2 separate regions of the Zea mays genome follow, and region 2 is linked to region 1. The links are chromatin contacts, called in public Hi-C maps. All regions are on one chromosome and are shown on one strand. Each heading gives the region's core, a stretch centred on a gene start, on an enhancer-like site or on the middle of the called end of the contact. The rest is flanking DNA. Distances are from core to core; before and after follow the strand shown. Region 1 has its middle 31 kb from the start of LOC100384097. Region 2 holds the start of LOC100502425.

Evidence for each region. A called contact is a pair of places that touch in the nucleus more often than the background predicts.
Region 2: a Hi-C map of leaf mesophyll shows a contact between it and region 1, with 2.9 times the contacts expected there. The contact joins the promoter of LOC100502425 here to the enhancer-like site in region 1. A contact is called at or near these places in 7 of 25 Hi-C or Micro-C datasets (bundle sheath, ear, endosperm and 3 more).

Annotation. Positions count from the first base shown.
Region 1 is chr4:144,361,289-144,369,220 of Zm-B73-REFERENCE-NAM-5.0, forward strand. No RefSeq gene overlaps it. Among protein-coding and RNA genes, the nearest start is that of LOC100384097, 31 kb to the left of the region's middle. Within about 2 kb of position 4,018, at least 18 of the 20 cell types and tissues checked have an H3K27ac peak or open chromatin away from gene starts, as enhancers often do. A contact at or near this core is called in bundle sheath, ear, endosperm and 3 more, where this site is marked.
Region 2 is chr4:144,493,417-144,501,348 of Zm-B73-REFERENCE-NAM-5.0, forward strand. It overlaps LOC100502425, which reads left to right and starts at 3,653. Exons shown (of 2, transcript NM_001196903.1): 1 at 3,653-3,892; 2 at 5,189-6,468. The coding sequence starts at 3,805. The coding sequence ends at 5,472.

The sequences.
Region 1 (7,932 bases), core at 2,768-5,267:
AAATTGATTTGAGAAGTGGATACCATCAAATAAGAATGAAAACTGGAGATGAATGGAAGACTACATTTAAAACAAAATTTGGGTTGTATGAATGGTTAGTGATGCCTTTTGGGTTGACTAATGCTCCTAGTACTTTTATGATATTAATGAACCATGGATTAAGAACTTTCATTGGAAAATTTGTTGTTGTCTACTTCGATGATATTCTAATTTACAGCAAGTCTTTTGATGAACATGTGAAACACATTTGGCAAGTTTTAGATGAGCTTAGAAAGGAGAAATTATTTGCTAATCTTGAGAAGTGCAGTTTTTGCACAGACCATGTTGTGTTTCTTGGCTTTGTTGTTTCAGCAAAAGGAATAGAGGTGGATGAATCCAAGGTGAAAGCAATCAAGGATTGGCCAGCTCCAACGAATGTAAGTCAAGTAAGAAGTTTTCTTGGTCTTGCTGGTTTTTATAGAAGATTTGTGCGAGATTTCAGTACCATCGCTTCCCCTTTAAATGATTTGACAAAGAAAAGTGTTGAATTTAAATGGGGAAACTCACAAGAAGATGCTTTTTAAGAATTGAAGAAACGTTTGACTGAAGCACCTGTACTTATTCTTCCTGATTTCACTAAAAGTTTTGAAGTAGAATGTGATGCTAGTGGGATTGGGATAGGAGGAGTTTTAATGCAACAAGGAAAACCTATAGCATATTTTAGTGAAAAATTGGGAGGTGCTCAATTAAATTATTCTGTGTATGATAAAGAATTGTATGCTTTGGTCCGAACGCTTGAAACATGGCCAAAAGAGTTTGTTATTCATTCCGATCATGAAGCTTTGAAGTATTTGAAAGGGCAAGCCAAACTGAACCGTTGCCATGCCAAATGGGTCGAGTTTATTGAAACATTTCCATACATTGTGAAATATAAGAAAGGTAAGGACAATGTAGTCGCTGATGCCTTGTCTCGAAGAAATGTGTTGTTGAATCAACTAGAGGTAAAAGTTTTGGGTCTTGAAAATTTGAAAGAAATGTATAATGATGATCCTGAATTTTCAGAACCATACAATCATTGTAAAGATGGAAAAGGTTGGGAAAAATATCATATACATGATGGATTTTTGTTTAGAGCTAACAAACTTTGTGTATCAAATTCTTCGGTTAGATTACTTTTATTGCAAGAGTCACATGGAGGAGGTCTAACAGGTCATTTTGGACAAAAGAAGACTTATGAACTGCTGAGTGATCATTTCTATTGGCCCAAGATGAGGAGAGACGTCATTAGATTTGTGGAGCGTTGTGTCACCTGTCACAAAGCTAAGTCAAAATTGAACCCTCATGGTTTATATACTCCTTTACCCGCTCCTAAAATTCCTTGGGAAGACATAAGCATGGATTTTATTTTAGGGCTGCCGATGACTCAAAAAAAGAGAGATTCTATTTTTGTTGTGGTTGATAGATTTTCAAAAATGGCTCATTTTATTCCATGCAACAAGAGCGACGATGCTTCACATGTTGCCAATTTGTTTTTCAGAGAAATCTTGAGGCTACATGGAGTGCCCAAGACCATCGTATCTGACCGTGATATGAAGTTTGTGAGCTATTTTTGGAAAACATTATGGGCAAAGCTTGGGACTAAACTTTTGTTCTCCACCACATGCCACCCCCGAACTGATGGACAAACTGAAGTGGTAAATCGTACATTGTCAATGCTGTTGCGAACAATGATAAAGAAGAACTTGAAGGATTGGGAGGAATGTTTGCCACACATGGAGTTTGCTTATAATAGGGAAAGAACCAATATGGAAGCTTCCAAGCGTGTTGCATACATTAAAAAGATACATGAGAAGACTAAGGAAACAATTGAGCTCAAAGCAGTGCGCAAGGCTGCAAGCATGAACAAGCATAGGAAGAAAGTGTTATTTGAACCGGGGGACTTAGTTTGGATTCACTTGCGCAAGGAGCGTTTTCCTGAGTAGCGCAAATCCAAATTGATGCCACGAGGGGATGGTCTATTTCGTGTTCTTGCCAAGATCAATGATAATGCATACAAGATAGATCTTCCACCAAGCTATGGCGTGAGCAACATATTCAATGTTGCTGACCTCTTACCATATACAAGTGAAGACACTTCAGAGTCGAGGACGACTCCTTTTCAAGGGGAGGAGGATGATACGACCACGCCATTAAGCAACACGTTACAACCCCCAAGTCATACTACATCAACTCAAGTACAACAAACATCATCACCAACCCGAGTCTTTGATGGACCAATTACACGTAGCCGAGATAAGAAGCTACAACAAGAGGTGCACGTGCTACTTTATGAATTTTAATTAAACACTAATGAGAACTTTATGCTACCTAAGTCGTGTATATTGATATTACTTAGGTTCACCAAAGAGGAAGGACAAAACATGTCAAAGGCGAATCAGCAAGAAGAGCTATGTCCGAGTCAGTCCAGCGCTACAGAACCATCCAGAAGAAACAGTCATATCTTTTGATTCCCAAAAGCTATGAAGGACCATAAGTACTTTTTGGAAATCTCTTGAAGTCTAGTTTCCAATGCTTTTAAGGCCGACTTAATCAAATCTACCAGAAAGGCAGCCGACCTACTTTAGTGCTGACTGGTCAAAAGGTCAACAGTCGGTTTGATAACCAAGTTTTCATATTAAACTGCATCATTCTACGAAGTTTCATTAAGCATGCTATACATGGTGAGAAAGCTTATCAAGTCAGCTTTCCAACACATCCAGCCCCACGTCATTTGAAGATTCCTAGAAGAAGTTATTGTCAAAATACTGAAGGCTGCGCAGAAGTCAAACAGACACACGGAAATCAACTCTGCAGATCTCCCGAAGAGGCTCCTTCACATTAGCACGTGAAAATACTTTTGTTTCATGTTTTACCTTGCTAAGGCTGGTTGTTACTAGTATAAATACCTCCTATGTCTATGATGTAAAGCAGCTTTTGATAATCTAAAACAGAACCCCTTTGTTCAGCTGTGTGCTAACAAATATTGAGAGTGATCTCTACCCCTTTGCTCTTGTGAATTCCTTCACGGGATTGCAGAAGCGGCGGCTTCATCCACTCCCAAGTGGTGCTTCTACTCCCTTCGAGGTCTCCTCGATTGATTGTAGGTTGTGTTGGTTGGTTCTTTGAGAGTGTGGTTGGGCGAATCCTCGATTCAGGTTGCCGGTTAAAGACGGTGGTTGGTTTCGAGTTTTATTTGTCAGGTTGCACTAGTTATCGCTGCTTGCAGCAAGTTATCTTAGCTTCTTCGAAGCTAGTTATCTGAAGATTTATCCTACGTCGTGAAGATCGGGCATTGTGACGCATCACATGGTATAGGTAAAATTAACATCATACCAAACATGAGTACAAACTATATAATAATAATGTACGCGTTGCTACGAGATCGTTGGTTCGAGAATCACTACAATCGGAGTCATGGTTGAAAAGGTATGGTTTTCAGAAGACCCATGCAGTTTAAGGAGTTAAAACTAGACCTTATGTTGATTTAATAGATCATGTGAGAAAATAATCTAAATAAATAATTAATTCAACTTTTAAGTTAAATTATAATATAATTAGGGATCATATTTTATCCAAACTATAATTATAAACAGATTAACTTTGATTTAGAGAGGTTAATATACTAAACATAGGTTAAATAAATATCTAACTATAAAAATATGAGATATGATATAACCAATGCTATTACAGCATAGTGAATATTTATACAAAGTTAGGCAAGTGGAACGGGTCAATTCAGAGTTAAAATGGATTTAATATGAATTATCTAAATTTCTATACATTTTTATATTTAATTTTTATACATTAAATAGTTTCCAGGACTAAACTGCAAAAGCCAGGGGCCTAACTGCTAAGTCATTCTATAGTGGAGGGATGGCGGGTTAATTCCTTAAAACATCAAGGGCTTTTTATAAATCTGCTCGGCGCGCTACAGGCGGAGGGGTACAGAGACTTTCAGGCCGTTGGATCTACATCCAGTGGTCTGGATTAGATCCAGCCCCCCGTGAATAGGTACGCTACAACAGCCACAGGATCGAGGATCGACGGTCTGTAACTAACAAAGGTCGAACCATTGATACCCATTCGATCCTGATCGGACGGATCATCGATCGTCTGGACGAAACGGTCCCCGACTTCAATCGTGGCCGCTCACGAGCTGATCAACGGCCGAGGCTTCGTCTTCCACAACCCACCTCAGCCACGGCGGCGGAGTCACCACCCCGGCGGTGCGCCCACCGGCAACATGGCCGATCGACCTCATTTGCCCAAACCCAAGCGCTAATTGGTGCAAACGGAAGAGACAGAGATGCAGAACCAAATGGAGACCTTCCTACCTGAAATAGTGGTGACAGCCGTGCTGCCGACGACACGGTGTGGATTGGTGAGCGCCGTCGTGCAATTGTCGGCGTCCCGACCACGGCCCACGCCTGACGAGGCCACATATATGTGCGGAGGGATCCTTCGCTGCCCCAGTACCACCTGTCGAGGCTGGAGGATCGCACATGGGCAGATCGATGGCGGCAGCGGCAATCTCTTCTCCCCGCACCCCCCATCCATGTGCCTACGGCACCAAGTTGTACACGGCTTCGGCTGGGTGGGGAGTCATAATCCTCGTGCTTTATAGAGTCGCGGCGGAATCCGGCCAGAGGAGATCACGGAGTGGGGGTCGGAGTTTCTTTCGAAGCTCACGATTGTTGCGGTCGAGTTTGTTGCGGCTTACAGTTGAAGATCCCACACGCGGGGCCCTTGTGTCGAACCATCAGTGCGTGCTCGTACGTGGTGGAAGGGGACTGAGCCGAGAAAGTTCGTGGCGAGATCATCGGGGGTTGTCGCATGCACGGTGCGCATGAGAAGTCCGCCAGTGCGCCCACCGGCATCTGTTTCAGTCCGTCCCAAGGAGGACGACGACCGCTAGGCCGGGTCCACCGTGCAGTGGCACAGGGTGCAACTCCTAATGCGCGTGGGTGGCGACCAGTGTAGGGGAGGGCCCATTTAGCGGGTTGGTGGTTCGGATTCGGCCCAGGTAAGCAGGTAGTGTTTTTTCTTTTTCTTTTCTTTTGTATTTTCCTTTCTTTTACTCATTTTCTGTTATATTAATTTATAAATTGAATTCAAATTTAATTCATGGTCCCTTTATTCAAATCAAATGCATCACATAAAAATATTCGCATGGGTGCAAAGTTTCTTTTACTTTTTTTGGTTAATGCCTCTAAATAAAATATTGATGAAGGGGTATTTTCTCACCATATAGGAAATCCTCCAATTTAATTTATTTTTCTGAGTTAATTTTTTTAAAAGTCTCGAATATATTTGAGTCATCTAAATTTGATACTTATATATCAATACTTAAATAAATAATTATAGTGTATCATTTGATGAAATGAATAATCGTTTAGTTGAATAGAAAACCTTTCTATTACTTCCTTTCTAAATTAATTCTTGGTTTCGAAATTCAATCCTCAACATTCAAAGCTCCAATATAATTTGGAATATCGAAATTTACTATTTTATTTCTTTATTTATTTATTCTATTATTATTGTTTTTATTTTTATTTTCTTATACAAATTTTGGGCTTTACACATGATCACCAAAATGGAATTGGTGGAAGGCGAGCTAGGGAGATTTGTCATGAAAAGGGGAGAGGAGCCAACTGAAACATACAACAGGCTCAGGTCCCTGGTGAACAAAATTAGAAGCTATGGGAGCACAAGATGGACGAATCGCGACGTCGTGCAACTAATGCTAAGGTCATTTACTGTAATTCTTGGGATATTAATCCCCATCTTATAAACCTTATTCGTGAAAACCCTAGGTACACCAAAATGTCGCTCGAGGAAATTCTCAGGAAATTTGTAAGCAGGCGCATGATTGTAACACCCTGAATTTAGGGGTATAAAATTTCTTTTCTAATATGCATCAAATTCAGGTGTTACCTTCTTTTTCCTATTTCTTTTTTGCTCCTTTATTCATTTTTTCCCAAGTATTAGGGAATGTTACTTTAAATATAGTTGCTAATATAAACCTACAGGAATTGATGTTGATGTATCATGCTGGAACATATGTTTTGATTGACGGATTTATTGAATATGCATCCACTTAGGTAGTGTTTGGTTGAGGAGCCAAGTAGAACGGAGCCGTTCTATCCCTGATTCTAAGAACGGAGCCGCTCTGTTCTGTGTTTGGTAATCTGGAACGGAGCAGCTCTGTTTTTTATTTGGTTGCAGAGTGAACGGAACGGAGCGTGATTGTAAGAGCGGGATGGGAACGGAGCGGCTCCGTCCGGTTGATCTTTTGGAGCGGAATGGTTCCGGATCTTAGGAGAATATTCCCTAATTGGAGTCATTCCGTTCTAGTTACTTTGTAACCAAACAACAACAAAACTGTGACAGAACGGCTCCGTTCTACTTGTCTGTTCAACCAAACACTACTTTAGTTTGTTTTTGCACTCGACGTTAAATTCAAATGATAGAAAAAGAAAATAAATAAAGAAAAGAGAAAGAGATAGGAAAACGAAAAGCCCACCTGACCGTAGCCATCATCGCGCATGGCGGCATGCGCAGATGCGCGCGCGCCCAGTGCCCACTCGCATGCGCCAACTGCCCCTCCAGGCCTCCACTCGTCTTGGTCTGGGAGCCAAGAAAGCAGCCATCGCACGCACCCACGTGGGCCACGTCCTTGCCCATCCCTGTCCCTCGGACGTAGGACGCCAGTTTGCGTCTCTCTCAACCTCACACCCTGGTCGGCGCGTCGTCCACCTCCGTGCCGCCCAACCGGCACCGCACAGCGCGCCTAGCCCTACCTCAGCCCCACCCCAGCCCCAGGTCACGACCAAGACCAGCGTCGCGCACCAGCCGCGGGCGAGGCTCGCCGCTTGACACGGCGCCTCTGCCCCGGCGTGCTCCCCTGCCTATGCAGCCAGCGCCCCCCGCCCAGCGCGACGTGCGCGTGTGCGCATTCCCCACTGCGCTGTGCGTAGTTGCCCGCCCGTCGTGCTGTTTCCTTCGGCCCCGCGCGCAGGCGCTCCGCGTACGTGCAGAGGAGTCTCCCGCGCGCACGCCGTCGAACACCTGCACCCGCGCACCGAAGCTCCGTTGAGCCACCATCTGCACCACCTTCGTTCGATCTCAGTCCAAGCCTCTGTAACGCCCTGAATTTGGGGGTAAAATTTTTTCTTCTTTTCTCTCACCAAATTCGGGCGTTACTCTCTTTTCTCTTTCCCCTTTTGCTCTTTCTTCCCAATTTCAAACCAGTATAGCGGCAGGTGTCCGTGTCATGTATAAACCAAAACCTAAGTGTCATGGGTGTTGCATCATGCCGAAGCGCATTTCTTTGTCTGATGATGAGTGTTCGTCTCGTTCTGTTCCGGATTTCGGTTCGCGATTTAATTCCGTTTAGTGGTCCGCGCTTGTCGTGGGTTTTCGATCCGCGAAGTGGCCCGGCCCAGCCCAATCTAGTCCAGCCCAGCCGGCCCGGCCCGCCCCGTCCTGCGCGCCCCTGGCGCCCAAAACCCCCCCATGCGCCCCCCCTCCTCTCTCTCTCTCATTTGGATCTCCCGCGCAACAACCTCTCCTCTCCTTCTTCCACCTCTCTCTCCCCGTGGTGCCCTAGGATTTGGAGACAGCGATCACCGGATTTTGGACCCCGAGGTGAGCTCCCCTCCCCTCCCCTTCTCTCTCTCTCTCCCTCTCCCTCCTCTTCTTCCCCCCCCAGCGCGCGCCCCCTTTCTGCCCCTGCCCGCGCGCGACCCCGACCCCGACCCCACCCCGGCGGCGCTCGCCCGCGGCGGCGCTCGGCCCCGCCCGGCTGCCCTCCCCGGCGGCGCTCGGCCCGCTCGCTCGGCCCCTCCCGCGGCGGCGCTCGGCCTCCCCGCTCGGCCTCCCCGCTCGGCCCTCCCCGCGGCGGCGCTCGGCCTC
Region 2 (7,932 bases), core at 2,403-4,902, 130 kb after region 1:
AAATTCGGGCGTTACCTTTCCTTTTTCGTTTTCCCTCGCTAAACCTTGACCTTTTCCAAAGTTCTAGTGGGATTCGGTTTGGATTTCCCGTATAAGAAAACCCTAAATACTTTATGTTGTTTGATGCACCATGCCGAACCTTGCATTTCTTTTGATTGCTTTGAAAGTGCAAATGCATTCATGTAGAAAGATCGGATTTTCGAAAATGAGGAGAAGATCTTTTCTCTCTTTTTTTTCTCTCTCTTTCTCTCTCCTCTTTTTCTCTCTCCCGCGCCTTGGGCCGACCTCGGCCGGCCCAGCCCCCCTGGCGCCCCCCCTTGGGCCCAATTGGCCCATGCCGCCCCCCCCCCATCTCCCTTTTTCCCAAAACCCTCTCCCTCTCATTTTCTCTCATTCTCTCCCTAAGCCGCCGCCGCCCCCTGCCCTAAGCCGCCGCCGCCCCCTGCCGCTGGCCGCCCTCGGCCGCCCGCCTGGCCGCCCTGGCCGCGCGCTCGCCTGGCCGCTTGGCCGGCTCGGCCGCCTGGCCAGCCCGACCCCCCCCCCCCCCCCGCGCGCTCGCCTGGCCGCCGGTTCAACCGGGCCGGCTCAGCCGCCCCGGCCGCCCAGCTCGCCGCCCGCGCCCGCGCCCGGTTCAACCGCCCCTAGGGCCGGTTCAACCGCCCCCCCCCTCTGTTTTTTTATTTTATTTTATTTACTTTCTGTGATCCTAGTTACTTTATTTTAGGCAGGATTAATCATTGTTCATGCCATGGAAATAGGAAGTTTAATTTAAAATTCCGTCATGCTAATTGATTCATGTAGTTAATTGTTTATCTCGTGCAATGTTGATCAACTTAAAGTGATTAGGTTTCCATTAGTGTATATGTAACAGAATTCTTTTGTTAAGAACCAATTGTAATTGATCGTTAGTGCATAAGATTTAACCCCCTGCGAGACCCTTTCCCGTTTCTTTCTAACCATAACAAATGCGATATCGAATGTCATACTTGATGCATACTTACTTTATTTGTTCCCTTGTATGGTGTACTGTTCTTTTGTATTAAATGTGGATGGATGTATGTATGTTTGCAATCGCATAGAGAACGATTCGGTCGAAGAGCCCGAGGAACCCGCAGGAGAAGCCCCTGAGCAGCAGTCGTTTGGTGGAGGCAAGTGTCCTTTGACCTATCTCTGTCCTATTCATTATTTAATTCACCTCCCGCTTTACACATTTATGCCTAAGGATTGACTAGTTTTGTTATCCATGTCCTTGTTTACCTATTTGGGTTGGATTATTACTGTTTAGCTTTATGCTATTGCTCAAACTTTAATCAATGAACATGATGTGATTATCTATGATACGTTGTTTTCCCTTCTTTTATTATGATGTGGTACTTGTGGTCTTCAAGGGGGCTCGAGCGGTTTCTCGAGTGCCTCTCCGTAAGGACCTGTTCTATGGATGACCGCCCGGGAAAACAGTGCAACCATGAGGGTGGAATGGGGTGCCCTTAGCTGAATAATTAGAGGATCCGGGGTGTAGTTCACTTAGCCGTCGTGCCGTCAATGGGGCTCGGTGTATGCGGCTCGCTCTGCCAAGTTTGGGTTCGCCCCTTGGGGAGGAGTGCGGTGCATTTAGGAAACCTAACGGGTGGCTACAGCCCCGGGGAATCTTTGTAAAGGCTTCGTAGTGAATCCCTGGCCATTCACCTCGGGAGTGGATAAGGGTCTTGCAAGCCCGGGCCAGAGAGGGAATCACGGCTTGTGGGTAAAGTGCACAACCTCTGCAGAGTGTTATGAAACTGATATATCAGCCGTGCTCGCGGTTATGAGCGGCCAAGGGAGCTCCAGAGATTAGTGATACTTGATCAGAGATACTTTGGTACAGGTGACAATGAGATTGATGGTTCTGATTACGATTATGGTATTGGTAAGTGGTATTCTTTCCGTTTGGAAAGGATACATTGGGCTAATAACTTGGGTTAATGTTAAAACCTGGCTTTCTACTAGTAAGTAATAATCTGACCAACTAAAAGCAACTGCTTGACTTATCCCCACATAAAGCTAGTCCACTACAGCCAAACAGGATACTTGCTGAGTATGTTGATGTGTACTCACCCTTGCTCTACACACCAAACCCCCCCCCAGGTTGTCAGCATTGCAACCACTGCTCAGGCGAAGATGAAGCTGTGGAAGGAGACTTCCAGGAGTTCCAAGATTACGACGAGTTCTAGGTGTGGGTTAGCGGCAACCCCCAGTCGGCTGCCTGTGAAGGCCGCGTTATCTACGTTTCTTTTCCGCACTTTGATTTATTGTAAGAACTATATGGACGTCTCAGACGTATGATGTAATCGACTATTTCCCTTATTAATACTATTTTGAGCACTGTGTGATGATGTCCATATTATGTAACTGCTGTGTACGTGAATAACTGATCCTGGCACGTACATGGTTCGCATTCGGTTTGCCTTTTAAAACCGGGTGTGACACTATCCCTACAAATTTGTCTTAACTACATGTCCATAACTTGGAGGGAGACACCTAGACTGGAGAATGGATAGATCAACCCTGTCAAGGAAGGATAAGATACAAACCCGATCTATAGATGAGTCAAAATCCGCTAGTTGGGATGGAATCTTTCTGTACTCCAACCTTTCTTACCCCTAACTACCCTTGCTCTAACCATCCCTTATCCTACTTATCATATGGCTAGACACAAAAGATACCTATGATTTTCTAACCACCTTCTAACGGAGGATAAAAAACTTTCTAAATTTTGATCCAACTAGAAACAAAAAAGAAGAAAAGGCGCTAATTGCAAACCTTCCTACATCCTTCCCTTACTATGTACGAATCTCGAGGACATAATTCTCTTTAAGGGGTAGAATTTGTAACACCTGAAAAATCCTATGAAGATCTTTTAGTAAAAAACCCCCACAAAATTTTGAGATAGAGTATCTTTCAAATATTCTCTTTACCTTTGAAGCTACATCACCTACATTAAATATGTTCATAATAAAGATTTAAATAAAATAGTCTCTAAATGAGTATAGTCATGCATTGTTGAATTACGTATGTGTAAGCGCTCTCTTAAGTATTTTTTTCACTAGAGATTATTTTAGGGTGTATGAATTGCATATTTAAAAGTATTTGCTTAAATAGGACAACAAATAAACAAGTAAATTAATAAATAAATTGGAATGACTTAGCATTCATGCTGGATTTTTGTTTGTGCATTAAATTTGAAATGAAATTCAACAGGAGAAAACAAATCTAATTTTGAAACTTAGAATTGAATAGAAATTTAGAAAACTGAAATAGAAAAAAGGAAAAATAAGAAAAATCATACTTAGGTCGTTTTCCTTTTCTTGGCCCTATTCACCATTCGCTAGCCCAGCTCTCGGCAGGCCCGAAGCCCATTTCCCCACCAGCCCGGCCAATGGGCGCCGATAGGTCGGTCTTAGTGGACAGACTCGCGCGCCTCCCTTCGCTCGTTGATCTGTGGGCCCGTTCGTCGCGATCACTACCGCTGGGACCCACCACCCTGTAACCCTAACCCATCTTCCACGCACGCGTAACTGGGTTGTTGCAACCACCCATCGACTAGGGCCCCTCTGTCCCTATATACGGCGCCCCATCGTGCCTCAATCCAAGCACTGAGTCGCACCCCCGTCGTGGAAAGGGAACAACATCGCCCCCAACACCGAGAGAGATAGGGGGATCTGCCGCACGAGCATCCTGCAGGGATCACCGCTCTGGGCTGGACAGATGGTCAAGGCAAGTCTCCAGAGCACGTACGTTCGTGACCTCATATGGTGAGGTTGGTGGATGGGAGCATGGTTGTTTCTCACCGAAGTTTCCCTCCGCCAAGGAAAGCCCCCTGCCGCGGGCCGGCGTTGCTGCTTCACCACTGTCGGTGAGTCCTCCTTCCACGTGTTCGCCATCAACTCCTCAGCACGTAGTCGTGATAGATTTGGAATAGGAGCACCAGGGCGTGGAATTAGTGTACGCCGGCGGGAGAACCGCCGTGGGGCTCGCTTCTGCCGCCGCGGTGGTGTCGTGGGAAGAAGTGAGGATACCAGCCATTGATCCCTTCGCGGACGGATGAGATTATAACATAGTCTTCTGCTTCGATCGATTAGATCCGGGGCGTTGAATCGGGAACCGGTGGTTGAGATTAGAACGTCTTCATACCCTTTCACGTTTTTAATCCAGACCACATATCTGCTATCTGATGGCCCAGGCGCGATCGGATAAGATGGTCGTGTGAGTTTTATTAGCCCCTAGGTTTTGTCTTATTCGACCCGCGGTCTGGGTATGGTCTGGGTATGCATAAAGAATAGAACAAATAGGTCCAAGTATTTTCAAAACAGACCCTGTACTTTTTAGAAATAGAACCCACCATCCTACTATTGATTAAATGGATAAAATAAGTCAAAGGAAATTCAGAAAAAAACTTTAATAATGATTTTCAAGAGTAAAATTAATATAAGAAATACCTATACACTTAGAAAATTCATAACTTATACATTGTAACTCGGATTTTAGTGGTTCTCTAACCTACGATCTCATAGCGACGTGTAGAATATTTTTACACAGTCTATTCTCATGTATGATGTAATGTTAATTTTACCTATTCCTTGTCTATCTATGTGTATTGGTACGAGTAGAACCGAGATCATGTAAAGCCCAAAATATATATAAGGGAAAAATAATAAAATAAATAAATGAACATGTTTATAAGTGGGTGTTTTGGGATTATGGAACCTTTGGAGATTATTTGGTTTTCTTTTATTTATGTATATTTAATTAGTGGAATTATATTGGTCAAATAACAAAGAAATAAATACAGAATTATGCTAAAGTTTTTGTATTTTTGCATTTGTATTCAAATTTATGAGACAAGTTTAACTTTAAAAAAAATGGAAAGAGAAACAAGAAAGAGAATGAAATAGAAATGGAAAAAGAATAGACATTACAAAGAAAAATATATATAAATAATTATAATTCTTCATGCTAGCACTTTATTTATGCACTTGATTTCTATGACAAATTTGAATTCAAATATCAGATTTTGAAAACAAAACAAGAAAATAGAAACAAATAAAGAAAAAGAAAAAGAAAAGGAAAAGGAAAAGGAAAAGGAAAACAGACTTTGGCCTCAAACCCTAGCATACGACCCAACTAACCATCTCTTTTTTCCACCGTGCAGCCCACTTAACACACCCACGCGACCTAGCACGGACAGATGGGCCCAGGTCACCAGCGCCTCATCTGATCCGCGCGCGGAGCTGCGTTCACCGGTGTGACGCTGGCGCGTGGGGCCATCTCGTCGGTTCCATCTCCTACCCTATATTGAACTCGTCCTGTCTATTACGAAGGAGCCGGAGCGAACATCGCACCAAGATACAGTCTGATACCTGTGATGCTTGCCTAGGATCCCTCACGGGGTATAAAACTAAGCCATTCTCACGCCCGACCCTCCCTCAAACCTAAACGTCGAGACTGCGTCGTCGGTGATGGGTGCGAGCGAGAGAGATTGGCGCCGCTTGGCGCCGAAGGGCTGGGTGACCCGCTGTCCGCCGCCGATCTCTGCCCGTGCGCCCGCTGCCCGGGGGACTTCATCATGGGGTCAGGAAGAGTCACCAGAGCCAGTGGTACATGCACGTGGGGTGTTGTATGTGCGACATCGACCGGCAACAGAGGAATTGCTCGTTGTCGCTTGATGTTGCCGTAAATCCGCCTCACAACGTGGAACTTCTCCTGGTAAGCCGGTCTGGGCGTGTGGGCTAGTCAGGGGGCTTCACGGACTCTCATTGTTGGAGTTCAGGGTCGTATGGGTCGCGATGGTGCTCTGTGGCCCCACCAATTGCTCGCCGATGCCGAGCAGGCGCCACCGGACCGCCGTGTGCATGGATAGCTCACCACTCCATCTTTGCCTCAGGTAAATAACAATCCAATGCTTTACCCATGTCTGGAGCATCGTGTAGAACCATTCTGGGTTGTGGATTGAGCACCAGGGCGCCGAGTAGGACGTCTGTGGCGAAAACCCCATCGTGGGGGCCTACGCGCCGCCATCCTGCAATGGTGAGGGAGAAGAAAGCTTTCTAGCCGTTGATTCCTTGATGTGCGGCTAGGATCATATCGCTCGCATATCCTTTCGTGTATTCTACGATATCCGTTAAGATCTGATCAGATGGTTGAGAGGGGTTGTTTGTATGGAGCATTGCAGGCCGTGCATCTTAGATCGTACTATCCACGTCGCTTACCGATTCATAAAATATCCCGATCTAATCTGAACCCTTGAATCGCGATCGCACGGTCTGGTTGATCGATACCCTTTCGGTCGTATCCTTTTTGCATAAGAGCCCCTGAGATTTCTGAGAATCAACCCGCCGTCCTGATGCAGTGGTAGAAAATTTAATCTATGCCCCTAAAACTTGTAGTTTGGCCCCTGATCTCTTAAAGAATGGCACCCTCAGTCTAGGACTTATAGAATTTAGTAAAATAAATCCGAAAATGGAATTTTAGTATAAAAATAAGTCTGGAAACCTTAGAAACTCATAACTCCTTTATTTTAACTCCTTTTTGATCCATTCCAGTTGCATTAATCTCATATTAATATTGTTTATCATATAGTAACCTTGTATTACCATGAAATCTATGATTAAAATCTTGTACCTTTGCTTTATAGTAGACACTTAAACTTTCGGAAAATCATAACTTTATGACCGTAACTCCGAATTTAGTGGTTCTCGAACCGGTGATCTCGTTACGTTGCGTAGAACATTATTATGCATTATGTTCTTATGTTTAGTGTGATGTTAATTTTTCTTATACCATGTTTGTTTGTATTGCTACGAATAGCTGCGAGGTTACGAGTCACTTGAAGACCAAGTTGGTACCTGAGAATCTTGAGTCTAAGGCAAATTGTGCCCTTGATCACTTTTCTCCTTACCCAATAATGTTCGTGTTAATCAGTGTGACATGCTTAGGTTAATTTGATGGAACCTAATAGGTTTCCCTAGATTTGTTTATCCCACACCTTGTTTACCACTGAACTTTTGGGTAGTTTTGCTATTGCTCTACCTGGTTTTGGGATTAATTTTACATTATGATCATGTTCTAGTTATGTTATTGTTTTAATTATTGTTCATGACAAGATCATTGTGTTAATTGGAACATGGAGCTTAACTTGAGATATCCGTGCTACCACAAGGGTGGAATGGGACGCCCTCGGCTGACTAATTAAAAAGGTAGTAGAGGACTACCTTACCCAAAAGGGGCAATGGCGGTAGAGGAGCTGCGTATAGGGAAGTTCTCGGGTCGATCATGCTACGATGGCTTTTCGGACGAGAGATGCCTATACTGCCTTTCTCAAAAACCGTAGCGGGTTTTCTGAAGCTAGTGGAACTTTGTAAAGGTCTCATAGTGGATCCCTAGCCATTCACCTCGGAAGTGTCTAAGGGCCTTACAAACCCTGGCTAGACGGGATACACGACTTGTGGGTAAAGGGCGCAACCTCTGCAGAGTGTAAAACTGGTATATCAGTCGTGCTCACGGTTAAGAGCGACTTAGGACTCTCGCATGATTAATTTATGGAACTAAACTTAATTTGTCATATGCATTGCATTGTGGGTGTTGTTATTAATTTTGATCTCATAATTATTTGGGTTGGTATCTACTTTTGCTTAGTAACTGCTAATAAAATTTTGACCAACTCTAAAAGCAATGCTCAGCTTTAACCATATCCTTTGGTAAGTCTTACACTTCATATGAGCCCCCACCTTTGGTGAGTTCATGCACATTATTCCCCACAACATGTTGAGCGATGAACGCATGAATGATGTCGCGATGATGTTCGTGAGAGGTCTAGGTCGTCGTCTCCCAGTCAACTATGGCTGCTGGATCGTTGTCTTCATATGATATAATTATTTAATTATTTTGTACACAATT